2 separate regions of the Hordeum vulgare genome follow, and region 2 is linked to region 1. A link is a contact called in public Hi-C data. All regions are on one chromosome and are shown on one strand. Each heading gives the region's core, a stretch centred on a gene start, on an enhancer-like site or on the middle of the called end of the contact. The rest is flanking DNA. Distances are from core to core; before and after follow the strand shown.

Region 1 (7,052 bases), core at 2,822-5,321:
CTGACTGTCGATGTCGCAGACTTGGAGGTCATCGCTCGTGGGAAAAACAACATGCCCGCCGCCCATGGGGGAAACCGCATGCCCAAGATCCCCCACGCAGTGGACGAGATCGAGGTCCGTTGCACCGCGAAGCGCAACTTGGAGGAGCTGCAGCTGCAAATCACGCATCTCCCGCACATGCCGACGCGCTAGGAGGCCGCACGGAGCAGCCTGCAACCTCACCGCCGCTGACACGTGGTGGGTAGGGATCCAAGTCAGAAGCGGTGTCGGCGACGGCTGGAACTTGATATGTTGGATGGGATTGTCCTAGGACGGCGGTGGCGCTGCAGGGAACGAGGTTGTCGCAATCCCGTCATAGGGCATCCCATGCTGGAACGTGATGACCGGCGCCGTGGTCGTAGCCGAGGACGGCGGCGGCGGCCGTGCGGGGGTCGGCGCCGGTGCTGTGACCATGGAGGACCCCCCGTGGAATGGCGCACCGTCGGGACCGGCGAAGCGGGAGGGCCCACCGTACTGTTGGGGTGGCGCCGGTGGCGATTGGATGTGCGGCAGCGCCCATGCCGCCGTATAGATCGGCCCGGAGACGGGGAGCGGCAGCGGCGGCTGCAGCAGCCTGGCGTCAAGTGGCGGCGACGACAACAGCAGTGTCGGCAGCCGCGGCCCGGCGATCGCAACGGAGGCCGCCTGGTGCGGCGGCTGCCACGGCAGCCGCGCCGGCCCGTAGGCAACGACTGATGGCGCAGCCGGCGGCGGTCCGTAGGGACCGGCCAGGAAGAGGCAGATGCCTTGGACGACGTTGGTGAGATCGCGGATTGCTCCGGCGATCTCCTCCGGGGTGAGGGCGACAGGAAGCGGCGGCGACGGGTGAAGATGATCGAGCCTGAGCAATCTGATACCAGATGTTATGGTTGCGAGGGTTTGAGTGGGAGAGAGAGATCTGCGAGGGCGCGAGAGAGCCGGTCGTGGGGGTCCTTTCCCATGGCCGGGCAAGAGGGAAAAAGAGTTTTCCTTCTTAATTCTTGCCTGATTAGATTGATACATCTCCTTTCCATATATAGAGAGGTTTACTTGACTCCCAAGTAAGGCTTACTTGATCCCTAAGCAAACCCTAAGACTAACGGGCCGAGGCCCATCACGTACTCTAACACTTTCACACCCTTTTTCATCATGGACTCCTCCCTGACTCTCCCGAACCTCCTTAGAGCCTTATTTTGTGTTGGCTCCACCTCGTTCCTCCTCATAGACCTCACACTGATTCGGCATCGACTTCTCATCATCCTTGGACTCGTCAATGGTTCCCTTCTGTGTTCTTGTTTCATGCCTCATATGTATAACACTTGAAGGATTTCTTAGGCTTCAAGTTGAAGTCACGCAGTTCAATAGGCTGACTAGGCTGAGGTGCATCGATAAACCCCCCGAGGGTCATCTCGTCGGGTGCCTGAAAAATATGGAATGTGTTTGTGTGGAATTGCATCTAGCACTAAATTCAACTGTCAGTTTGAGTACAGATAAATCATAACGTATTTGGTGACATATAGGTTAGTAGTGAGGCACAAGTTACACAATATGAATCATAACATCAACTTTGTAAGATGTAACAAGTTGTATTCACAACTCCACATGGTAATTAGCAATATACGAGGAGTGTAATGAGTAAGATTTAAATATGCATGACACTACATACGAGTGCACACCACATAAAGAATAGTGGAGCACATCGCGGTAGAGGAGGTGGGGCATCGCAACATGACGAATACCGTATGTGCAAGAATTGAAAAATGTGTCGGATTCCCTCGATGGAAGTGCTATCATTTGTGTTACTCCCTCCGTCACGATTTAGAAGATGTGTTTGGAAATTCTCTGGAACGTAGGTGGTTGTTGATTGGGTGTGAGATGGGCTCAAAAATAACATTCACACTACACATGCATATAAAAGTAGTACAATGGAGTACTAATTATTAGCAGTTAGGAGTAAATGCAATACGTCCTAAATCTTGTCTATTGTGCAAATGCACGTAAACTTAACAGTGACTTATAAGGCTGGTCACAATGGGGAGGAACTTAGCAGTAACATCACACACTCCAATACAACTTTGCTTATGTGGCACGTATTTAGTGAAGAGAGAGGTGCTTGTGGTAACTAGCTAAGTTACCGGAACATCACACACTCCAAGAAACAATGAGTTTATAGCCTAATAAATGCATTGTTGCATGACACTACATACATGTTACTCCCCATTGTGGAGGTAGGAACATAATCTAGGAAAGCGTGTAGGTTCCTACCTTATGTTACTCTCCATTGTGACCAGCCTAAATCATGACGGAGGGAGTAAAACAAACAGGATCCCCCTCGATAGAAGTGCTATCATCGTTGAAACATCCTCGAGAGTCACAATCATCTTCCGTGTCGGGAGATGAAAACTGTTCATCTCCACCTCTTTGGTGTCCAGCGATCAATAAGCACAACAATCACACTAGGATTCATGTTTGACATCGATCGAGTGATAGGCCGGATGAATAGAATGAACCCCAACTATTTTTGCGCCCAAAGATGCCACGTCATCGGGGGCATTTGGTGTCGCAACTAATGACGCTATAAGGTGAAGAATATGGCTCGTGGTGGAGACGCTATGTAAACAGCCAAATTTAGAAAAATACTTTCACCTTGAAATAATACAAGAGTGTTTATTTCATAAAATAGTGATACGAACGTTTTTAGATCTGTTTACAGATGAAATACACATTTCCGAAGCAGGGTCAGATTGTGTTAATCTTGGGATTAAGAGACAAAGCAATGATTTTGGCCCGAACAAACGGCCTCGTTGAATATGAAGCACGTCCGAGTACAAGATGTGAGATCGTCGTGAGCGAATTGCCAGCTCGAATATGAAACACGTTCGAGGACAAGATGTCAGGTCGTCGTGAGTGAATTGGCAGCACGTCAGTTTGGTTGCCACTCCTGTCCAACGCGGACGTACGCACGTACGTGCACCTGCACTGACTGGTGACAGCAAAAGGACAAGGGGGGCACTGATGGCAGGCAGGCAGGGCCATCCGATGAAGACGCAAGAGGCCCGGGCCCTCGGATGGTTGAACCTCCCGTACGTACGCGGAGACCGTGCCGGAGCCGCGTCAGGACATGTCGACGCGCACGTACCGACTCCGGCGGGCCAACGGCGGTGGGAAGACGGACGTGCGACCCGTCGGGCGGCATATGGTGGCGTACGGCCACACGCACTGTTCCGGGCATGGGCGGAAGTCCAGCGGAACAGTGCGCCGCGGCGTGGCCCGAGCACGTCCGTGGGCAGTGCGCTGGCCGCTCGGAGCGCACGTACGGCTGCACCTGCCCGCCGAGGTTGATGGCCGCCCCGTACTCGTGCCTGATCCAAGCGCACTACGGTGTATGGCCGGCAACGGGCGCACCCACCCGGGCTTGTCACGCGCCGTTGTGCCTCCAGGATATCTTGGACCGGTATTGCTTCGTTGCCACATAAAGACATGAGCTGGGAGGACACGTACACGGTACAAGTGTACAACAAACACACGAGAGGCACGAATGTCATGCACGAGCAAGAAAGCAAACCAACCCGTGGTTGGATGGTTAGGAGGACTGTGGTATCCCCTGTCCATCAGAGTTCAAGTCCCAGACTTGTGACGACTTCGTCAATCTCAAAATGATGTGTCGGCTTAGTCTTTCGAAGATGCTCATAGGGACAGGGTGTGCGTGTGCGCGTTCATAGGAGTGAGTGTACGCTCGTGTATGTGAGTGACTTCGATTGTATTCTGTTAAAAAAATGCACGAGCATGAAAAAACTACTGCTACGTGGAGTACATACATGTACGTTTTTTTTTTGCAACGCGTACATACAGGTACGTGCCCTGCGTTCCGGACAATGCCGTGCGTACGTCTCATGCCCCGGGAAACATGCGTAAACGGATGTACGAGTACGTGCTACGCGCTGGCCCGCACGGGCGAGACGCTGGCTGGCAGGACACGGCGGGGGCAGGCGGGAGAAAGCGACCGCGCCCGACGCGACGCGACAGGCGGACGTGTGCGGATGGGCGGCAAAACAAACACCCCGCAAGTGTACTCGACGCTGTTCGTCTCAGCGACTCGGCCCAGTCCCCGGCCATACTACTGTACCATACTCTGTTTTCTTCTCTTCCTGCGGGGCCGGCCAGGCCGTCCCTTGATAACCAGCGGCGTCGTGAAAAGACCGATCCGATCTACGTAGAAAAAAAGAGAGACTCCGGTCTGACTCGACGTAACCACAGGTCTACGCACCGATCCACGCACGATTAGCACCGGGGACATGGGAGCGAGCGAGCACGACGTGCCGTGCGCAACAACCTGCCCAACCCGTCGCTGCTCGCCATTACTAGCCACGCTAGATAGCCTGCCGCCCGCGTCGTCGTAGCTAGCTATCGGCGCGAGCGGCACCGGGTCGGGCCCGACTGCATACCGTGGCCGCGCCGCGGGGATAAAATCAGTGTTCTGAATTTTTTAGTAAACATGTTCATAAAATGAAGCCGGTTTAAAAAAGAAACGATCTAATTTTTTTTTGAAACGTCACAAACCGTTGCTGTTCCATAACAAAGCGCCAGACTAACGTGGCGTTTGAGACCACCACCAAAACATCAGTCCTGTGTGGCGTTGCTGTCCACGATCAAAACGCCGAGCACCATGACGTTTGTGGGGCCAATACCAGCCACGGGCTGCCCCATCGCCCACCAGCCATTCTTTCTTCCCTGCGAGCTTCTTCGAAAAAATCCCCTCTCCTCCTCCCGACCCCCCCCCCTCGACCTCCCTCCTCCCTCAATTATTTTGTCAGATCTTCGGGGCAAATCGAAGAGGCCGGTAAGCTTCTCCAATCTCTCTAATTACTTTTTGCAATAACTTTGTATTTGTGAAGCTTTTTTGGCACTAGGTGTAACCTAGGTTATGAAGTGAATGGAAATTTGTGATGGTGAATGCCTAGGTTTTCAAGTATAATCAAATTTGTGATGGTGAATGCCTAGTTTTTTGACACTAGGTGTAACCTAGGTTTTGACACTAGGTGTAACCTAAGTTTTCAAGTGTGATGGTGAATGCATGTTCTAAAAGTATTTTTTTTCATATTATTTAGGATGTTTCAGCCGGCTAAATATTCGGGCCTTGATGATTTCTACGAGCAGAAGCATCGCGCTGTGCTAGTGGAAAGAGGAGAAGTAATTATCCGGACCTTGATGATTATCTTTCTATATTGGTTGATTTTCATACTGTGACAAGTTGAGAGAAGTAACAAATTATGCGTTTGTTTGTTTAGGTTACTCCACTACTTCGGTTGAGGGGCACAACCCGAATGAATCTCTCTTATATAACCCTCGGTACGAGCCTTATTTTAGAAGAATGGATCTTCTTCAGTTTGTGCTCAACTTTAAAGGCACACCATCATGGTTGAACGCCACGGCCCTTACCTCCCTTACGGACCGTTGGAGGCCTGCCGTGGGTATAAGTCTGACAGTAGAAGTACGGGGTACGAAAGTATATGGGCAGAGCCTTAGCTACGGCGAGGATGTATGAGTTCAGGCCCCTCTACGGTGGAGGTAAAAGCCCTACGTCTCAGTGCTCTTGGGAGCTTTGTGTCGAGTGTATCAAGGGATTACAGCAAGTGCCAAACCCTGTACCAGTGCTGAAGGGCGGCTTATATAGAGTGCGTTGCCCTTCATAATGGTCCGGTGGACATGGGTGGAATAGTGGTGAGTAAACGCTGGCGTTACTGGTAACGTAAGCCTTAAATGCTAGTTATGGTGTATGAAAACGTATGACCATTGCCCTCCTGGGAGGTTACGATGTACATAGTGGATTCCAGTCGGTACGTTAGATATGCTCCGAGTGGATTGCCGCCAACTGGATGATGGGGGCGTCCTTAGTTCAGTCGGAACTGTCTAAGGGCCTTGTCCCCTATGAAGGGTAGTCCTTGGGTAGGACCTATAGGGCAGACCTATGACCCTACCCTGGGACTATAACCCCATCATTAGTCCCCGAATGGATCGGGGTTGGAACGATGAAGTGAAGTCCGGAATTTGGAGCCGACTGGTATTGAGGTGATCTTAGCGTTGTCTGCCTCGATCTATTTTATCTTTGCGGCAAGTGATCCGAGTGAATATGCAAGCGAAACAAACCGTGAGGGACCGGTTGCTTCCGCGGAATCTCTCGAGGTGACCGGTCATACTGATAGCGCCGGATTTTTCGGGATCCTCAAATTTCGGTTGCCGCGTGCTCAGCGGGGATGACGACATCGCCATCGAGTAGATTTCGCCTCCTCGATTACCGCGCCGCGATCTTCTCCACTAATCTTGCAGCAGTCGGTTGGGAGGATAAGATCTTGGGCCCACCTCTAGGTGACTCAGTCGGAGGCCTATTAAAGCCTTCCCGGCGGACCTTCCTGTTGCGCTGCTCGTCCTCCTCCCATTGATCTCCCCCCCGCAACTCCCTGCACACCTGAAGCCACCACCTTCCCCTCCTCCTCTGTGGATCCGTCGCCCTCGCCATGACGAAGGGGCAGACCAGCAAGCTTGAGGCGAAGAAGAAGAAGAAGGGGGCGGCCTCCACTCAGCGGTGGCAGCGGGGGTTGCCGGTGGGCTGGATCCAAGGGGCTTCCTCCCCTCCACGGTGAGGGAGAACGACGTGCTGGAGCTGGTGGAGCACGGCATGGTCGTCAACAAGTCTTGGAGGCTGCCGGAAGGCGAGATGGAGCCGGCACCGAAGGAGGGGGAGCGCGTTCTGCTGCTCAGCCACGTGGCCAGAGTTTTCTCCCTGCCTCCCCATCGTTTCTTTCGAGGTATCATGAATTACTTCGGGGCGCAGCTCCATCACTTTCCGCCGAATGCGATAGCTCATCTTTCCGCATTCATCACCCTCTGCGAGTGCTTCATAGGATGTCCTCCCCACTCGGGGCTCTTCCAATATGTTTTCTCCGCTAGATCTCAAACTGTTAAGAAGCTTAGCCAGTCTGATGATAAGACACACATCCTCCAGCTCTGCGGGGGTTTAGGATTTCAGAAGAAAA
Region 2 (7,052 bases), core at 1,697-4,196, 45 kb before region 1:
ACTTTTTCATGTTCACTTTTTATTTTTTTTGCTTTTTGGTACTTCTTGTACGAAAGTGTGCGTGAAACTGGGCCGGCCCAATTCCCTCGACTCGTGGGCGCGAGTTCTCCTAGCCGGCGCTTAAGGCGCTAACTAGGAGCTCCCGCGTAGCACCGCTAGGAGTTGGGTTGAAGTTTGTGAACGCGATAACTCGCAATTCTTTCTCGCTGATAGATCTCCGCACTCGGTTTAAAAATAGGGCGATGCTCTGCGCCGGCACACCGGCCGCCCGATCTGCCAGCTGTAGGCGGGTCGCGCCGTTAGATCTCCATGCAACATTTTTTCATTGATGCAACAAATTTTGATGCTATGCAGCATTTTTCGTCAAGGGTTGCAAAAAAAAATTATAGCAAAAAAATATATCTACGTGATCGTAGCAAAAAAACGAAGAAGATGATGCGTGGTAGCAAAAGTCAAACGCCGGTTGTAGCAAAATATCTACGTGACGTGTACGCAACTTTTTTAGTGAACGGTTACAGCAAAAAAATGATGTCGGTTGTAGCAAAAAATAACACGGCTGTAGCAAAAGTCAAAACGCCGGTTGTAGCAAAAATCCAATAAACTCGAGTTGCAACCAAACGTATATGCAGCTTTTTTACTGAATAAATGTAGCAAATAAAAAACGCTTGTAGCAAATATAAACGCTGGTTGCAGCAAATTTGCACGAGAAAAAAAGCTGCATGAAAAACATTTATATCAAAATAACATATGGTTGCAACAAATTTAACGAAAAAATGTTGCATATACCTGCCAGCGAGGCGCGCGGTCCGTGCGCGACGGACCGAACGATTCGGCCGGCGCGCTGGGTGGAAGCGTTTGCCTTAAAAATAACCATAAAAAGCTGTCTACACTTTTTCTCAGAGAGAAGGAGAGAAAAGTTCATCATTCCACCCCCCGAAATGCAAGTTCATCATCGTACTACATGTGGCACGTACTGTGCAGAAATCCATGAAAATTACACCGTAGTTTCAGTTTATGGAAGTAACGTTCGGTGCTCAGCGAAAAAGGTGTCCATCCCTACACGCAATTCAGAAGAAGCTTCTCTCAGTCTCAGTGGGATTGCACAAAACCAGTCACCTCTTTCCAAACTATTCCATGCATGCCGATGCTCGATTCGTTTCCTCAAGAAGCATCAAGCGGAGGGGCCTAGCTAAGCTAGCCCGATCAGCCAAACCAAAGTCCCCGGCTAGAAGATAAGGGTCGGTCGGCCCTGCTGATATAGCGATATGATATCGCCTCGGCGCCCACAGTAGCCTCCATTCCTCCCACGAATCCCGGTCCAGACGTACGCGCGCGAACAGCAGCAGCCGCGGAATCGAACAAACAGTGGGAAGAGAACAAGAACAAAATGCCATCCATGCACGTCCGGTTCTGCTTCTGCGCGCGCCTAGCCTAGGCCGGTCGTCCTTCGTGCGTTCCATCTCAGGATTCTTCTTGGCGATCGCAACTTGTCTCTGGCATATCGACTCCCCCCACGTCCGCTCATGCACAGGCCATGCGCGTCCATTCACGCACACGCTGTTTGGTTGGAGAGATGACACCATGGACGGGACAGGGTCCTAACGATTCTCCTCTCTACTCTCTAGGCTTACCAGAAGGTCGTGAGTAGCCCTCAAGCACCGCCCGTCATTTTGGCACCTCCCTGCCTTGATATTCTTGCTATCCCTTTGACGCTATGGGGCCTATACGGTGGACAGGCATGCATGGATGGACGAGTGTGAGGCCAGCCGTGACAAACAAATCCCGTGCCACCAGGGATATGCCAATTTGGTGGCTTGCACCTGTAAGGTTCTTCTCGTCGCAATGAAATCTCCGGGTCATTAGCTAGCTAGCGATCACTTCCCTGTGCCCAAGGGCATAAAATAATAACTACTACTGATAAGTGAGCCCTGAAGACGGCAACGTACGCGCGTCAGTTACGTTTTCGAGTTTGACGCGAGGGGGACAAAAACTCGCACGATTTGGCCCGTAATCCCGGCTGTTTTCAGCTCATTCGAATGAATATTTATAGACAAAGTCATCTGTTTTTATGCCAGAGAAAATCAGAGTTTTGGATGTAGTTTTGGACGTCGTAGCTAGCAAAGATAAGCACTCGAGGAGCTGCATCGCTGCACGTACGGCATACCATGGGTAGCCGCGGCTTAGCTAGTGAGGACCATAACGGCATAACCACAAGGGCACCTCTCACTTTCAGGATGCGCCACGAGAGGCAAGTAATTAGGCCACGACTGGACGAGAGGACCACGGCGAATCGCCATTGAACTCCAAAAGGCAAAAGGCCGAGCTTGGCTTGGCCGCCCCTCTTATCTCCCCGAGTCCCCACGAGGGCCACGACCGCATATATCTCAGTCTCAATCTTGGGCCCCGTCCCCCTCGCCGGAGCTGCAACTGGCGCGCGACGCATGCATATCACCTACGCGATCGATCCGTGTATCCGAGCACGAACTACTCGCCCAACACGCACCGTCGCGGGGGCGGCCGGTGCGTGGTGCCCCCGGGAGCCGAGCATTAAGACGGGCCGGCAATAGAAGTTTGTTAGGCACGACAGCAAGGGCGGCACGTGGGCTTCGCCGTTGAGCGTTGCGGCATGAAATAATACACTCCACACCGGCCACCTGCTTCCCGTAACAGGCTGAGTTTTCGGTGAACAGCTCGTTGGTTGTAAGAACTAAGAAACCCTGTCACAGACACCTTAGAAACCAACTGCACAGGCGAGATGTGTGTATAGTCGAGCATCGATCTGTGGAAGGAGGAGACCTCCGCGGCCGGCCGTGGCGTCGCTGGCACGGCGATTCACGCGTGTCTCCGGGGATCTACGTACGAGAGCGACGGGTGAGGATGTAGATGGCCTCCCGCCGCGCCCTACCGCGCTGTCCGTTCAGTTTCCTGTCACGCTATCGCCTCTTGCTGTTTGCCTCCCCCCCTATAGCTGCTCTGACGTACCCCCTTTAGTACAACCTAAACCTGCACCGTTGCTCCTGAATTCACCGCCTCTAGCTCTAGGTAGGTGAGCGGGCGCCGTCAGTGCCGGCCCATCACGACGAGGCCCTAATTAATCTTGGTTAGTTTCACCGAGTCGGCATGCATCATCACAACACAAGGGACGTCGTACAGCGCTATTCTTCACTGGTCACAGACCCCAGATTCACCAAACAGTCATTGAGCCTAGTGCTACTGCTGCATGATCTACCACTGGTTGCTTAAGCAGTACTGCTCGATCTCGATCGATCTAGCACCGGCGATGGACGGGTTCGCGTCGACAAGCACCCAGTGTATGTGGCCGTTTGACCTAACAAATTAACCACCAGTACAGCGACAGGCTCCTGTCTGGACCTGCTCCGGTCATCTTTCTTCTTAGATAAGAATCATTGTACCGGCTGATTGCCCCGTCGGTGTAAAATTAGCTCTGGATAATCCAGTTCCACTTGTTTGGCGTTCAGCCTGGTCGATGGGTGCCAATTCTGTGAGACGTCAGAGTTGGATCGCATTAGCAGCCAAGTACGTACGCCCTGATTCATGCTCCTCACACTGGCCGGACAACGACCAAAGTTGCTACATGTTGATGACCACAGCATGCACCCATCCAACGCCAATTGTTTGCGTGAGACCATCAACATTCAAACGCCTCAAACCCGTCTCATATGCCTCGCCAAATGACTTGATCACTCACTTACCGGTCATGAAAATACGACCCAACAATTGCTTTAACCTGGCCTCAAACGTTAGTCCCAGTGACACCCCTCATATCTGACCCCGATATGGGATGGATATCGGGAAGGATTGGGGTGCCCGGGTTCATCCGTCACGTCGGATCCGGTCCACGCCACCCAACCACACATATATTCATCTTGATTCCCTCACCACACAAAACCCTAGTGAGTCCACTCCACCACCGTACCAAACTCCCATCCGGCGATCTCCGGCTTTTGCTAGCATGACGGACAGAGGCTCAGAGTCATGCACCTCCCTATCCATTGATCATAAGCTCATCTCACGCGGCCCCTAGAAGGAGATGACCGTACGACTTATGCTTAGCCGCTCCCGGGAGGAGGCCGCCCGATGCAGCCCTTCGACTCCTTTCGTCGAAAAATCAATTGTGTCCGCACGATCGACGGATAGATCCACGGACCGAAGGCGATGTAGTTCGTGTGGCGTTCGAACGCGGTGGCAGGCATGCAACCTCCGTTCGAGCACCGATCTAGAGGACGCACCATGCATGGGCGGCCTCCAACACAAACATGGCGTGTCGTGCCCGTCGTGCGAGGCAACGGGCACAAGAGGTGGAGGCGCCATTCGTGGCGGTGGAGGTTGGCGAGGCGGAGTCGCATTCTCCGGCGTCACATATGGTGAACCAGTGCTGGCGCCGCAACCGTGTCGTGGTGGACGACGACTCCTCCATGGAGGAATCCATCATCGGTCTCACGTCAACCGGTGTCGCCCGAGTTATGGGCTCCGATGAGGAATAGTAGGACATGGGAGACTGTCGGCCCAGTGGGAACCAGGAAACAACGACCCGTGTGTCGCTGGACCTAAGGGCGATGCCTGGGCCGGCCCATGTGAGATGGTTCAACCCGAGCCGCTCTAGAGGGAGCTGCCTCCCGAGGGGCAGGCCTGTCAAGGCCCCTTGCCTCTCGATCAAGCCCTGCCGAGGCAGGCTCCCCTCGCGAGGCCGCCTTGCGAAGCATGTCATACAATCGTACGACGCCAGCCGCGGGGGTTCGCATCCGCCATGTGCGTAACATACCTGCACAGAGAAGGAGAGAGGTCGCGTTAGGCGGGCGCAGACATGGAGGATTTCCTCTTTGGTGATTAAGGTGCAACACCCGCTGCCCATCCAAAAGCAGGTTCCCAAAGCTTACCGTTTCCGTGAAAGAGGATCGCGACGGATCGACGCAGCAGGACGGGGGTCATCGCCGAGCTCACAAGCTCGTCACGATGACCACTTTATCACGCGAAGACCGCCTTCAGTCAGGATAAACCTGGGGTCCTGTCCCCCTTTGAATTGTCACCATGTGGCCACCCTTTCCCACTCATATTTGGGGAAGCGGACCGAGGGACGACAAAGGGGATATGACCGTTTCCATGTAAGGCGATAGACCCATTCTCCCCCACACCTCATGTATTCGGAGCTCGAGCTCTCCACAGCAATTCAACACACACAAGAGTAGGGTTTTACACCACACGGTGGCCCGAACCTAGGTATCTCGCGCGCCACATGGTTCCCTGTGAGGAGTGAGCTAGCCGCCGATCTTGCTTGAGTTTACCATCGTGTTGCAGGTTGCCAAGCCAAGTCCCCTAGTGTTTGAATCCTAGTTCTTGTGAGAGTTCCTCGGACGCAGATCCCGGACTGTGACATCTGGCGCACTAGGTAGGGGGACTTGCTGTCTTCACGTCTCTCGACCTTGGCTTCAACTCCGGCATGGACGATGCCACCGCTCATCGGGAACGCACAGGGTGCCGAGCTACCACCAGGGGTCGTGCAGCGCCCGTCGCCCGGGGCACCCGGGGGCGGCGCCCTCATGCCACCACCGAGCCTGTTGGAGAGTGGGTGGCTGATACGTCTCAAACGTATCTATAATTTTTGATGTTTCATGCTGTTATCTTGTCATCTTTGGATGTTTCATGTACCTTTTATGTCTTTTTTGGGACAAACTTATTAATTCAGTGTCATGTGCCAGTTCCTGTTTTTTCTGTGTTTTTGGCTCTTTTCAGATCTGATTTTGGAACGGAGTCCAAACGGAATAAAATCCCCGAAATAATTTTTTCCCAAACGAAAGAAGATCAGGGGGCTTGAGGGCCAAGACAGGAGAGCTACAGGGGGCCCACAAGCCTTGTAGCCGCCACCAGGGGGGCGGCGGCTAGCAGGCTTGTGGCCTCCCTGGCGCCCCCCTGACCTAGCTCCTTCGCCTATACATTCCCTAAAATACAGAAAAAATCAGGGAATCCACGAAAACACTTTTCCGCCGCCGCAAGCTTCCGTCTCCGCGAGATCTCATCTGGAGACCCTTCCCGGTGCCCTGCCGGAGGGGACTTTGGAGTTGGAGGGCTTCTACATCTACATCATCGCCCCTCCAATGACTCATGAGTAGTTCACTTCAGACCTACGGGTCCGTAGTTAGTAGCTAGATGGCTTCTTCTCTCTCTTGGATCTTCAATACAAAGTTCTCCATGATCTTCATGGAGATCTATCCGATGTAATCCTCTTTGGCGGTGTGTTTGTCGAGATTCGATGAATTGTGGATTTGTGATCAGATTATCTATGATATATATTTGAGTCTTTGCTGATTTCTTATATGCATGATTTGATATCCTTGTAAGTCTCTCTAAGTCTTAGGTTTTGTTTGGCCAACTAGATCTATGATTCTTGCAATGGGAGAAGTGCTTGGTTTTGGGTTCATACCGTGTGGTGACCTTTCCCAGTGACAGTAGGGGCAGCAAGGTACACATCGTGTAGTTGCCATCAAGGGTAACAAGATGGGCTTTGTCGTAGATATGAGATTGTCCATCTACATCATGTCATCTTGCTTAAGGCGTTACTCTGTTCTTTTGGACTTAATACACCAGATGCATGCTGGATAGCGGTCGACGTCTGGAGTAATAGTAGTAGATGCAGAAAGTATCGGTCTACTTGTTTTGGACGTGATGCCTATAGATATAATCATTGCCATAGATGACGTCACGACTTTGCGCGGTTCTGTCAATTGCTCGATAGTAATTTGTTCACCCACCGTCTACTTGCTTTCATGAGAGAAGCCACTAGTGAACACTACGGCCCCCGGGTCTATTCACACCTATCATTTCCACTTTCGCTTTCACTTTGCTTTGTTACTTTGTTGCTTTCAGTTCTCACTTGGCAAACAATCTATAAGGGATTGACAACCCCTTCATGGCGTTGGGAGCAAGCTTTTTGTGTTTGTGCAGGTACTTGTGATACTCCTTCACTGGATCGATACCTTGGTTCTCAAAACTGAGGGAAATACTTACCACCGCTGCGCTACATCACCCTTTCCGCT

Evidence for each region. Hi-C and Micro-C count contacts between places; a contact is called where the count stands out from the background.
Region 2: a Hi-C map of leaf shows a contact between it and region 1, with 7 times the contacts expected there. The contact joins two enhancer-like sites. A contact is called at or near these places in 2 of 6 Hi-C or Micro-C datasets (leaf and seedling).

What each region holds. Positions count from the first base shown.
Region 1 is chr6H:486,138,625-486,145,676 of MorexV3_pseudomolecules_assembly, reverse strand. No RefSeq gene overlaps it. Among protein-coding and RNA genes, the nearest start is that of LOC123402563, 140 kb to the left of the region's middle. Within about 2 kb of position 4,071, at least 3 of the 3 cell types and tissues checked have open chromatin away from gene starts, as enhancers often do. A contact at or near this core is called in leaf and seedling, where this site is marked.
Region 2 is chr6H:486,182,650-486,189,701 of MorexV3_pseudomolecules_assembly, reverse strand. No RefSeq gene overlaps it. Among protein-coding and RNA genes, the nearest start is that of LOC123402563, 94 kb to the left of the region's middle. Within about 2 kb of position 2,946, at least 3 of the 3 cell types and tissues checked have open chromatin away from gene starts, as enhancers often do. A contact at or near this core is called in leaf and seedling, where this site is marked.